3 separate regions of the Pan troglodytes genome follow, and regions 1 and 2 are each linked to region 3. The links are chromatin contacts, called in public Hi-C and HiChIP or PLAC-seq maps. All regions are on one chromosome and are shown on one strand. Each heading gives the region's core, a stretch centred on a gene start, on an enhancer-like site or on the middle of the called end of the contact. The rest is flanking DNA. Distances are from core to core; before and after follow the strand shown. Region 1 has its middle 23 kb from the start of ZNF648. Region 2 holds the start of NPL (N-acetylneuraminate pyruvate lyase). Region 3 holds the start of GLUL (glutamate-ammonia ligase).

The links. Hi-C and Micro-C count contacts between places; a contact is called where the count stands out from the background. HiChIP or PLAC-seq counts read pairs in DNA pulled down with a chosen protein or histone mark.
Region 1: a contact with region 3 is called in a Hi-C map of induced pluripotent stem cells, with 6 times the contacts expected there. The contact joins the enhancer-like site here to the promoter of GLUL in region 3. A contact is called at or near these places in 4 of 7 Hi-C or Micro-C datasets (blood, induced pluripotent stem cells and stem cell-derived neural progenitor cells), 1 of 1 datasets of contacts at active chromatin or transcription factors (stem cell-derived excitatory neurons) and 1 of 1 other capture datasets (stem cell-derived neural stem cells).
Region 2: an H3K4me3 HiChIP or PLAC-seq map of stem cell-derived excitatory neurons shows a contact between it and region 3, with 2.5 times the contacts expected there. The contact joins the promoter of NPL here to the promoter of GLUL in region 3. A contact is called at or near these places in 1 of 7 Hi-C or Micro-C datasets (stem cell-derived neural progenitor cells) and 1 of 1 datasets of contacts at active chromatin or transcription factors (stem cell-derived excitatory neurons).

Annotation. Positions count from the first base shown.
Region 1 is chr1:67,037,112-67,041,283 of NHGRI_mPanTro3-v2.0_pri, reverse strand. No RefSeq gene overlaps it. Among named protein-coding and RNA genes, the nearest start is that of ZNF648, 23 kb to the left of the region's middle. Within about 2 kb of position 2,848, at least 7 of the 24 cell types and tissues checked have an H3K27ac peak or open chromatin away from gene starts, as enhancers often do. A contact at or near this core is called in induced pluripotent stem cells, where this site is marked.
Region 2 is chr1:66,317,300-66,321,595 of NHGRI_mPanTro3-v2.0_pri, reverse strand. NPL (N-acetylneuraminate pyruvate lyase) reads left to right here and starts at 1,791. Exons shown (of 14, transcript NM_001246492.1): 1 at 1,791-1,847; 2 at 3,267-3,371; 3 at 4,250-4,296.
Region 3 is chr1:66,729,129-66,732,802 of NHGRI_mPanTro3-v2.0_pri, reverse strand. GLUL (glutamate-ammonia ligase) reads right to left here and starts at 1,345. Exons shown (of 7, transcript NM_001279785.1): 1 at 755-1,345.

The sequences.
Region 1 (4,172 bases), core at 1,599-4,098, 310 kb before region 3:
TTGGCTAGGATCATAGAACTGCCAGAGCTGCAGAACGTCCTGGACTAGTGGCCTCCCACCCACCACCCAGACAGTTTCATTCACCAGCTTTGTAGTTGTGACACCTTCTCCATGTTATCCTAATGACAAGAAGATAAAAAGCAAGAGAACAATTGAATGGAATCACTATAAAATGTTCCCAGGCCCCTTCCAAACTATAAGCTTTCAGACTTCCTTTCTCTAACTTGAGACTACAGAGTAATACCGATGCCTTGCGAGATGACCGTGACTTAAATTTATTGTGTGCTTAGCAGGTGCCAGGCCCGTGTCACAGCAACACAGGCAGATGCTTTCATCGCCATTTTGTACAAGAGGAAACAGGCACAGAGAGGTTAAGTAAATTACCCTTTGTCACGTAGCTAATAAGTGACAGAGCAAAGATTCAGACCCTTGGAGTCTGATTCCAGAGCCCATGGTCTATACCAACACTCATACCACCTCTAAAGTTGGTGTCTTCTAAGTAGTCAGAGTAAGATTAAATCAGGTTCAAACAGTGTGGGACTGAGGCATATCTAGCTGTGTTCAAGACTTTATAAAACTTCTCTGGGATCACTGACCAGAACATTTCACAGCTCAGAATGCTTGTTTTTGACCAGACTGGGGGCATCTAAAGAAAAGCTCTAGGGAAAGGAGGTAGCAGAGCATGGACTGCCTGCCCTCAGCTCCCACTGGCTGGCTCAGCAGGGAGCTCTGGAGCATGGTGGTGTCCGTACAGCCCACAGCCTTCCTGTGCTTTCTCCCTGAGCGTACACACAGTGTCAATGGAAACACAGTCATCATATGTTACATGTCTCTACCAGTCAAGGGCAGAAGCACAAATGTCTGAGGGCTTGTTTAGGAAGGGCTTTGGGGAGCATCTGCTCAACATGAAAGTTGCTAGAAATATAGTTGGGGGCCAGGCATGGTGGCTCACACCTGTAATCTCAGCACTTTGGGAGGCCAAGGCGGGCGGATCACCTGAGGTCAGGCCAACATAGTGAAACCTCGTCTCTACTAAAAATACAAAAAAAATAGACACATGGTGGCACAAGCCTGTCATCTCAGCTATTCTACAGGCTGAGGCACACGAATCACTTGAACCCAGGGGGAGGTGGTTGCAGTGAGCCAAGATCACACCACTGCACTCCAGCCTGAACGACAGAGGGAGGCTTTGTCTCAAAAAATTTATATATACACACACGCATATATATATAGTAGGGATTCTCAGGTCCATGTTTCCTATTTTCTCCACTGTGAACTCTGTCTTTTCCCTTTCTACTAAAGAGAGGGAGAGTGCTGACACCCACCCACCGCCCTCCTGCTGTCTCCGGGCTGTTCCTCCATAGAACCTCCCTCTCCAACTGGCCAGGCCTGGCCTGTCATCTGCACAGGCCACTCCCACCACCCTAAATTCTTTTACCTCTTTCCAGTTTTCAAAATCACATTCACGAAGACTCTTCTGGTCATTCTGACCCACCCTGTGTCTCCCCCCATCTCTCACAGTACATGTGATCTGCATTCCCATAGACTCTTACAGCAGGAAAGGGCTTCGAGAGTCTATGCTCATCCTCCTCATCCTGTCACTGAAAATTAAACCAAGGCCAAGAGGACAAGTGTTTTGCTCCAAATCACTGAGAAGTGTACTGCTCTCTCTCTAATTGTTTCAATAACAGGGGCCCTGTCTTGATCTACTTTGCACCCATGACCTATATGAATCTGCTATAAACCCTGGTACAAGAACATTGAGTTCCTTTATTTCCTCATTGTGGTTTGAACTGGTATTTCTCTACTTCTGGGACAATGTCAAGGTTCTCGAGTCCCTCATAGAGTCAAGGAGGCTGATCCTTGGGCATTTGTCCAAGTGGGTTACAAGGGTGACATCTGGGGCTCTTTCAGCCTGTATCACAGGTCTCTGGCTTCAGGATGCATCTCTGCCATTCTGAGGACCTGGGAATTCATTGTAAGGCTGACATCCAGAGCTTCCTGGCACTATGCAGACACTTCCCTCTGGGGCTTGATACTTCTCTGGGGCTCTGCGGGGACCAGGGTGGGGCAGTGGCCTGGAGTCCTCTCCCCACACTGACCCAGAGAACTGTCTACTAGGGGAGGCATCTTCCCTGCCTCCTGCTTCCTTGGGTTGCATTGCTTTGTCTCTCAAACCCAGGCCTCCCTCTTGTTTTTCACCATAGACCTGGAGGGCCCCTAAACCCTAATGATTAGCAACTGAAAAACTTGTTTTTCCTTTCTCTTAACCTTTTAAACCTGCCCAGAAATTGAGGGAAAAGGTTTGTAGTCTGTCCTCTTGGGGGCAGCAAAGAGGTGCATTAAAAATATAGCAATTAAGTTTCTATTTAAAAGGCCAGCAATTCACATCTTGCTCATCCTTTTACCTGGAATCTTCTCCATTTTTCAACTGGTTCATGCTGGCTTATCCTTCAGGACTCAGCTCAGACATCACCGCAGATAGAAGTTACTCATGTTCATGAATCACCCCCACTTCTCACTCCCTTCTGCAAAAGTGGGGCTTTGCTTTATTGTCCTCTGTATTGCCAGCCCCCTCATATCAAGTGCTCCACAAACACATGCTGACTTGCACTGAATTCAAGGCAAAGTGGTGGGTAAGTGAGATCCACCTGTTGACTGGTGGCTTCCCAGGGAAGATAGACTTAAACAAGAGGCACCAAAAGAGGCGCGTGTTTGGGGGACATTCCACTTCCTAGAATAAGATATTCAAACGCAGAGCCAGAGAGGGAGGACAGGGAGGCCTCTCCTGGCTCCCTGCCTCTATTTACACCAGGCATTCAGAGTGGGGGACAGTTCTAAGACTGACCAGGAGGTGGCAGCGTTGCCCCTTGGATGAGGGACTCCCTTCAGCAGGACAGAGGCAAAGGACACCGCCTCTCTAGCTCTGGGAGGGAGTCACCAGGAGGCCTCCTCTAGGCCAGTCTCAGAGGGCCAGGATGCCAGCTGCCTTGCACACAGTAGGGATCTATAGCCATGTGTGGATCCAACGTGGTTTTGTTTGTTTGTTTTTGAGACAGAGTTTTGCTCTTGTTGCCCAGGCTGGAGTGTAGTGGTGCGATCATGGCTCTCTGCAACCTCCGCCTCCTGGGTTCAAGTGATTCTTGTGCCTCAGCCTCCTGAGTAGCTAGGACTACAGATGCCCGCCACCACATCCGGCTAATTTTTGTGTTTTTAGTAGAGACAGGGCTTCACCATGTTGGCCAGGCTAGTCTCGAACTCCTGACCTCAAGTGATCCTCCTGCCTCTGCCTCCCAAAGTGCTGGGATTATAGGCATGAGCCACCACACCCAGCCCCACATGTTCTTATTCTAAGCTTTGCTAGGGGCTTTGCATGGGAAAGGAAGGAAGGAAGAGTGGGAGAGAGGGAGGGAGGGAGAGAAGGGACTCAGGCCTTAACCTAGAACCCCTGCATCAGAGTCTCTAGGATGGTTCCTGGGAATCCTCAGGTGATTCTGATGGAGGCAGGCACAATTCTCCCTTGTGTGACTAATTTCCCAAGGCCTCGCCTTTCAATCACAGAACTGATTTTATCCATTGTGAAAACCTAATGCAGACCCCAGCGCACGCCTCCTGCTCTCCCTCAGCTGGGAGGCTGACCGAGGTATTTTAGGCATCCCGCCAGAGATGGCTGCTAGGTTGCAAAGACAAGCAGTGCCCTCCTGGGCACAGCCCTATGCCCCCCAGTGGGCACTCCCTCTCTCCTTCTCATCCTATCTTCAGCTTTGGCATGAGTGGCTGGCCTGACACAGCCCACCTCACCCCAGCAGTGGCGCCCCAGGCTGAGCTTCAACCCAACTCTTGGGTAAGCAGCAGGGAAACTGAGGAATATTTCACAGTTAGTCTCTGTCCCCTCTCAAACAGGCAGTATTTTCAGGAGTCCTTCGTGACATTGAGGCCTGTGGGGGACATCTTGATGTTGACTGGGGGCACACGTTGGCAGGGCTACCCCCATGTGGAAAATCTTGGCCGGGGTGGCGGGCTTTTGGTTTTAACAACAAGTGACTCAATTGTTGTCCCTTCTTCCTGCAGCCTCCCCAAGTCACTGCCCACAGATGGCCCTGGGCAGAAAGTGGTCAAAGAGAGTGAAGCCCGGGGGAGGAAAGCTCGGGTGCCCATGGCGCCCACTGGAT
Region 2 (4,296 bases), core at 542-3,041, 410 kb after region 3:
GATTAGAGCTCAGTGTTCCTGTAATATCTCTGTACAGTCTATCACTGCATTTACCATATTTTAAAACAACAATGTCTCCCCAACACTTCACAGTATAGGCTCTGAGTTTCATAACGGCACAGAGTGGATACTGTAAGAATGCAGTGAGACTCTCCCTACTCCATGCTCCTTTCTTCCATCTTTTGTTCCACAGATGTCAGCCCTACATCAGTCTGCAGGCTGCTCCTGTCTGCTCCAAATCCCTGCCCCAATAAGTTTCTTGCACATCTAATCCCATCTTAGCATCTGCTTCTTGGTAGACACTAACAAATTATTATAAGGAATTACTTTGCACTACCATATTTATACAAAAAGTAGTTAGTTCATGCATTTAGAATATTGGTTTGTTGGCTGACAATGTTAAGCCTAATGACCTATACCTTTTGGGTATTGACATACTTAATTTTGCACTTATTAAACTGTGACTTTCCAAAAAAAAAAAAACTTTCATTGTACCATTAGGATATAATATTCTTGTTAATATTACAAAAACCAAACCAAAACAAAAAGCCATGCTGCAGCCTTAGGAGAACTTGCTTCATGTAACTAAGGGTTTTTCTTTTTTCTTTTCTTTTTGTTTTTTTTTTGTTTTTTTTTTTTCCTGTAGGATAACATAGTGTTAAAAGCACAAGCTTCTGGACTACTTGAAATCAAACCACAGCTTAACCAGCTCTATGGCTTTTGGCAAATTACTTCAACTCTTTAAACCTGTTTCTGATCTGTAAAATGGAATGATCCTTGCTCATCTGTAATATATATACATTTATAAAACAGGACCCACCAATGGAGTTATTTTATGAATTAAATGTTAAAACGGCTAGAACGGTGCAGGCTGAGTAAGCACTGAACACAGTACTTATTAGCTATTATCTCTGGTGCTCTGTGCAACGAAAGAACTATTAGAATACATTTAAAAGCACTTTGCAAACTGGAAAGCCCTTTGAACAATTTAGTTTCTCTAAATGTAATAATAAGCATCAGCCATCGCCTTTTATGGAAAATTGAGGTGGAATCACATCAGCAAGAGAAAACTGAGGACTTGTCTCTGGCTCTGTTCCTGATTTATTCACACAGTACATGATCCTAGAATAAGACTCCTGATACTCCTGAAAGTAGAGGCGGTTGGGTTAAAAATAATTTTCCCTTTCAAAACTCTTTCAAATGTTCTCCAAAAGAAGCCAGGAAAGCTCCCGTATGAGTAGATAATTCACTTTAAAATTCGCTCATCTCTCTTTAACACGAGAGTCTGCAGGGCTGGTGCAGCGGCGTCAACCCGAAGAGACCTGAACGCCGATGGGCAGTTGGGATTCTCCGTACGCCTCGGAAACAGCAGCCCAAACCTCACAACGCAGAACCACGAGATAGCGGGGATTGCAGAGCCCTGCGCAAGAGAAGGAAAATTAAGACGCAGCGGAGCCCAGGAGGTGCCTGCACGCGGGAAGGACTGGCGTGCAGACGAGGCAGGGGGAGGTTTGCACTCGGCGTGGCGCGGGTGAGCCGCGTGCTCTCGGGCACCCAGCCGCCAGTTCGGATGCTTCCGATCCTCGGGGAGCCGGGGCGCTGCGCCGGAGTCACTTCAGCCCATGTTGTTCAGGTGACACCCGGGGAAGAGCAGACTCCAGTGTGCAAAACGTTTCGGGGTTTCCGGGCCAGCGGTTCCGGGCGCGCCTCGCGGGCGGCGGCGCAGAACTACAACCCCCAGGCTCCCTGGCGTGGCGGCACGTGGGCCCGAGCCGGGCGGCCGCGGATATAAAGCGCGGCGGCGGCTGCCGGGCGGAGCGGCCGCACGGACAATAGCGGAGGCCTGGGTGAGCGCGGCCCGCGACGGCACGGGCTAGGACAGACGGACGCAGACGGCCCGACGACCTGGGCGTTCGGGCGGAGGGGCGCTGGGGCCTGACTCGCGGGTGGGTGAGACGTTGACGGACCCGGAGGAAAGAGGGAAGGCAGATACGCTGGGAAACGGATCTGGGGAAGGTGTGAATGCGAAAAGTGTAGGGACAGACGGGGGCAGAAGAACTTACTCCCCCGGATTGTTTGCCGACAGCATATCTGCCGGGTCTCCAAAGGTCCTTTCCTCAAAATAGAGTTAGCAGTTGAGCAGAAGAGAGCTTAAAGTTAAACCTGATACATCCCCCCTTCACTTGAGGAGAAATTGGTGGTTTTCTGCTTTTTTAAAAATCCCTATTTGTATCTCCTCTTCTCCGAGTACCTGTCCCTCAAGATATTCTCTGCCCAGAGGTACATTCTGCCCCCACTTTCTGTCTCTTAAAAAAACAACTTTGCCATTTTAAAAAGAATTTGACTTAGGCAGCTTTAATTCTTTGCACTAAGTGTTCTTATCTGTGGATGGAGGTATAAGATTTCAAGAGTAATACCCCCTCCCAATGTTTCAGTAATAATCTAAATTCACGTTAAGTCTTAGGCTGGAGAACATTAGAGCCATTCGCTTTAGCTACTAGCTCTGAAAACTTCAAAGCATAACATTCCCAAGTTTATCTAAAACTTGAATCTTAAAAATATTGATAATTATCTGTTATGCTTCAAAGCATAACATTCCCAAGTTTATTAAAAACTTGAATCTTAAAAATACTGATCATTCTCTGTTAAAGTCTTTTTGTTGTTGTTGTTGTTGTTGTTGTTTTTGAGACGGAGTCTCGCTCTTGTCGCCCAGGACGGACTGCAGTGGCGCTATCTCGGCTCACTGCAAGCTCCGCCTCCCAGGTTCACGCCATGCTCCTGCCTCAGCCTCCCGAGTAGCTGGGACTACAGGCGCCCGCCACCACGCCCGGCTAATTTTGTATTTTTAGTAGAGACGGGGTTTGGCCATGTTGTTCAGGCTGGTCTCGAACTCCTGACCTCAGGTATCCGCCCGCCTCGGCCTCCCAAAGTGCTGGGATTACAGGCTTGAGCCACCGCGCCCGGCCAAAGTCGTTTTTATCCCATTTCTTCCTGTAGGCGTTTCAAAGTTTGCAAAGGCAGCAAATTTTACGTAGTGTAGTTATCTGTGCAAAGAAATTTTCCAAGCTGCCATTGCCCCCAGATGGCAGACAGTCTAGGAGAGGAGCCAAAACCACCCTGCTTAATAACTCTGATGTAAGGTTTTTAATGAAAAGCCACTCTTTGGGGGAATTCTGAGGCTTAAGAAATTATTTTCGGCTGGGGTATCAGGAAATCCCCTGGTTTTTAAAATGAGAGGTTTTTTTGTTTTTGTTTTTGTTTTTAAGCTATACCTGCTGGAATGGATAAAGTGAGCTTTAAAAGTTGATCAGACCGAAGAGATTGAAGTGAGAGAACCACAGGAACAAAGGCAAGCAGACAAACAGCGAAAGGTAGGTAGGAGGAACAGCAAACAGTTTGTTCAGCTGGGCAAGTACAGTGCAGGCACGAAGATTTCAATAGAGACCCAGACCCCAGGGAGCTGGGTCTTTAGCCTACTGGCATTTTCTAAACAGGACAAAGACAAGACCAGAAATGCTGGTGTTACTGGAAGATTAATCTGACAGCTGATGTGGATTGAAGAAGAGAAGAGGGATTAGGACAGTGATTCCTAACCCCTATCCTACACTCCCAATGGCCCCTTGTTTTGAATTTTTGACTAATCAAACTACATTTGTGGTAATTAGTTTTATTTCTTTCCATCAAAGACATATAAAACTGCCAATTTGAGCTTCTGATGATTCTAAGAACCTCAGTGTTACCGTCCTTAGTATCAAATAAATGCAGGCAAAAGCACAAGACTACGGAGTTTTATTTAGCCTGAACAGCCTAGTAGTGTTGGATTTAGGAGATGTTTAATGCTGACTCAAGCTCTCAGGACTCTTATCACTTGAACCTTCTTGGGCCCTGTGGACCTGGGGTTTTGCCTATTTGTCTAGATAAGAGGTAATGAAGGGAAAAATTATAAAGGCGAAAGGAGGAATAGCAGGGGAAGAAGATAACAGAATTGAAATGACTTAGTCCCTAAATAGACAAGAGTAGTGAGTGTTGGAAAGGAGGCACCAGCAGAGCAAAGATGACTGGGAAGATGATGCTGGTAAGGGCATGATAGTATTTTCTACTGTCCTATACACATCAGGCAAGACTTCATGGAGAGCACTGAACACGTACTCACTATGTGCCTAGCATTGTTGTTAATCACTTTACATGAATTAGTTCATTTAATTCTCTCAACCCTATGAAATATAATTACTATTATCCTCATTTACAGAAGGGGAAACTGAAGCAGAAAGAGGTTACTTAATGGGCTCAAGGTCA
Region 3 (3,674 bases), core at 96-2,595:
AAGGGAACACATTGTTCTCCTCCAACGACTAGGGCAACGTTCTGAAGTACAGTGGCAAAGTTTCTACGGGCAACCGTCCATGTTTGCCCAGCTGAAAACATAACTGCTTCTCCCTCAGCCTCACCACCCTTCCCCTTGGGGAAGACCAACACCCCAATATTGCCTCTAGAAGACTCAGCCGGCCAAATCCTACTTCCCACCTCCATCCCAGAACACTTTAGCTCCCGCTAAAAGCTACAACCCACCGAAGCGGGCAGATCACCTGAGGTACGAAGTTTGAGACCAGCCTGGCCAACACGATGAAACTCCCGTCTCTACTAAAAATACAAAAATTAGCCGGGCGTGGTTGTGCACGCCTGTAATCCCAGCTACTCGGGAGGCTGACACAGGAGAATCGCCTGAACCCCAGAGGCAGAGGTTGTAGTGAGCCGGGAGATTGCACCACTGCACTCCAACCTGGGCAACAGATAGAGACTCTGTCGGAAAAAAAAAAAAACAACCTACAACCCAATTTCTCGGCTGTCCTCTCCAACATGTTACACCACCAATATCATGCACACTTTGTCCTAAGCCTCAGTTTCGGATCTCTTGCTCTTTTCCGTGAGCCGAGTTGCATGCCAGCAGCCTAGTGCCACTCTATCAACTGCTGCTGCCGCGGTGCCAAGTTTACGTGGGGGAAATGGATTCTTAAGTTTTCAGCCGTTTCTGCAGCTCCCACCAACTCCGGGGTCGTCCTCCCTGCCCCCTCACTCACCCCAGCCACAGAAAGTCAAGCGTATCGTTAGGGTTGCCCTCTTTAACCCTTCTCTTTTTGGAGTGGCGTTCGCGCCTCTCCTCTTTCTCAGACTCTAGCTGGTCCAAGCACCGGAGCTTTCTGGGAGAGGGCGATGGAGAAGGGGACAGACAGCGGCCGGCCCGGGGGGTGTCCGAACAGGCAGGTTGGTGGGTTAAGGTCTTAATCTTGACTCGAGATCTCTCCCCGGAGTTCACAGAGTAGGCGACGAAGCCGAAGCAGCTGGAGCGCGACCCGGAGGAGTCTGACTTCTCGTTGTCTTCATAATTTTCATTCGTTGTTTTCTTCGTGGACTTGCGGCTGGGGGAGGATCCCCGCTTCCCGCCCCCGAGGGAGTTATAATTATCCACTTTGAGAGCAGCCCCTTCCCACTGAAATGTCCCTAAAGTGGGCGCTCCGACCCTCGGGCCCCCGTCCGAATCTCAGGGCCTCACGGAGGTGGCCATACCCTGCCGCCGAGGGGTTGGGGGGTCCGGGGGAGGGTGGGGGCGCAGGCCGGAGGGACTGCGCGCTGCTGCTGCCTCCGCCCGGCCCGGCTTCTCCACTGACTGCGCCGAGGCCCGGGCTCTCCATTGTTCGGTCACATTGGAAGGCCCCCGGGACCCCGAGGCGGGAGCCGGCCGCCCAAACAACGCTCACCGTTACACGCCGCAATCGAGGCGTCTCAACCATCGCCAGAACCAGGACGATTGCTCCGAAGGCCCCACCACGAGGAAGGCAGCCAGGCGCCCGCGCCAACCAAGCGCCTTATTTGCGCTCCACAGAGGACCGCACCGCCACTCCATCCACAGCGCAAACAAACCACTGCGAGCCCCAGGGCGCAAGCCGGCCCAAAGGCCTCCAGGGGCGGCGCTTCGGCCGCAAGTAGTGAAAAGAAGATCAAAACAACTCACCCCGCCCTTCCCAGAGCCTGGCCAAGGGCGCGCCCCACCAGCGCCAGCCCCGACGGGTCCAAGCCACCGGCGGCGGAAGCACGCGGGAGGAGCACTCATGCCGGATCTCCGGCATGGGCCGGAGAGGCCGCAGCGTAGGGCTGGGACTGGAGGGGCAGGTAGCCGAAAAAAGAGGCTGGGCGGCGCGCCTCGCGGGGTAGCAGGAGCGGCGCGCATCGCTTGCGTGACACCGGGCCGTCCGGGGACTTACCTGGGCGCCGAGCAGGCGGGCGGGTAAAGGTAGGCCGCGAGAGCGAGGTTAGGAGAGGAGGCCGCAGTACTGCTCACACGCTCCGCTCTTCTCCCACTCTCGACTCTGCAGGGCCGCCAGCAGCCCCGTACCCTTTATCCGCGGCCCGGGGCCGCCCCCGGTGCCCTGATTGGCTCCCAGAGGCCAGGAGCCCGGGCCGATCAGCTGATGCGGTCCCGGGCCCCGCGGCCATTGGGCGAGGAGCCCGGCGGGCGCCGCTGGGGTGGGGGCAAGCGAGCTGGGAAAGAAAGAAAGAAAGAGAAAAGGGCGTGGGGGAGGGGCAGGGCGCCGTGGGGGAAGGGAGTGGAGGCGGGAGGGCTGAGGGCAGAGGGGCGAGTTGCCGCCAGGCCGGGAAGCCTCGGCTCGCCGCCCGCCCGCCAGCTCGCCAGGTGCCGCCCCACGGCCCCCAACCCGGGGTCCCGAGGCTCCCAGCAAAGCCCGCCCTGGACCTCTGCCCTGCCGCCTTCACGGGGAATAGTTTTACGAGGAGAGCTCCCTGGGGAAATGCGGAACCAGGGAAACCGAATTTAGCCTTTTGTTGCGAGGGAGCCTCCGAGCCCCGCTTCCTGCGGGCAGGGGTTAGCTTGAGAGGGAGCGCGGGGCGCGGGACCCGAGGGAACCTTGGGCGGGCCTGGGCTAGGGCGGGTGCCGCGCGGGCCTAGGGACAGGCCGGGGTTCCCAAGGCCTGGAAGAGCCGCCCGCTCCGGCTCTCTTGGGTCTGGGGAAATAAACAGAACTCTGCCATTTCACATTTGAAATCAACGTGCTGTTTCTCTAATTTTACAGAGAGGATTCTGGAGGGCGGTAGAAACTAAGTCTGGAGACCTGTCTCATACCGCTGGCCAGACCCTAGGCAGGTCTTTCAGGGCCCAAGTTTCCTCATCTGCAAAATAAAGTGGTCATCGAAAATGACCTGTGGAGCCGCCCACTAGATTTGAAATTCTGTGTGCAAACTGCCCCCGGAGCAGCTGAAAGGAAATCGAGGTGTTCACTTGCCCCCTTTGAAGTCCAGGGATTGTCAAGAAATTCCTTTAACGAATTCTCCCTGATTTTGCTTTATCAAGTGCGGCTTCTTGTTAATCTGGAAAATGGGAATACATACCTCTCCTCTCAGCTTGCCGTGATGGTTGGGAAAATGTGTATGTGAACACAATATTGAAATGTACCTAGAGACACAACATAGGTAGGTAGGTAGGTAGATACTGCTATCCGTACTATTTATTACTCGATCATTCTATTTTTAGTGCCTGAAATCTACCTGATGGTGTCCAGATTTTATTGCTTCTTTCAGTTTAAAGAGCAAGAATTTATGCTTCCAGTGCCTTTGGAAGAGGAAGGGAAGAAGTTTGTTCTGGTTATGTTTTGTACCGCAAATGTGGAAAAGAAATGTTGCCTGCGACCACACACACATAACTTGGCTTCTTCGGTCAACATCCCTTTCCTTTAAGAGTGTATAACACTGTAGTGCTTTTACATGACAGATGCAGCATTCATCTCAAACAGGGTTTTTTGGGATGTTTCAGACTGGTGACATTTTGGATTGTGTAAGGTGCCTTACAAATTCCTTGTTAAATTTCAGTGCTGCCCCTTGAAGCATTACATTGTGGTGGCTAAAGGCACGGCTGCAAGTCAGGTAAACCTAGGTTCAAATCTGGGCTTTCCCTTCATACCAGCTTTGTGTTGGCCAAATCACTTAGCC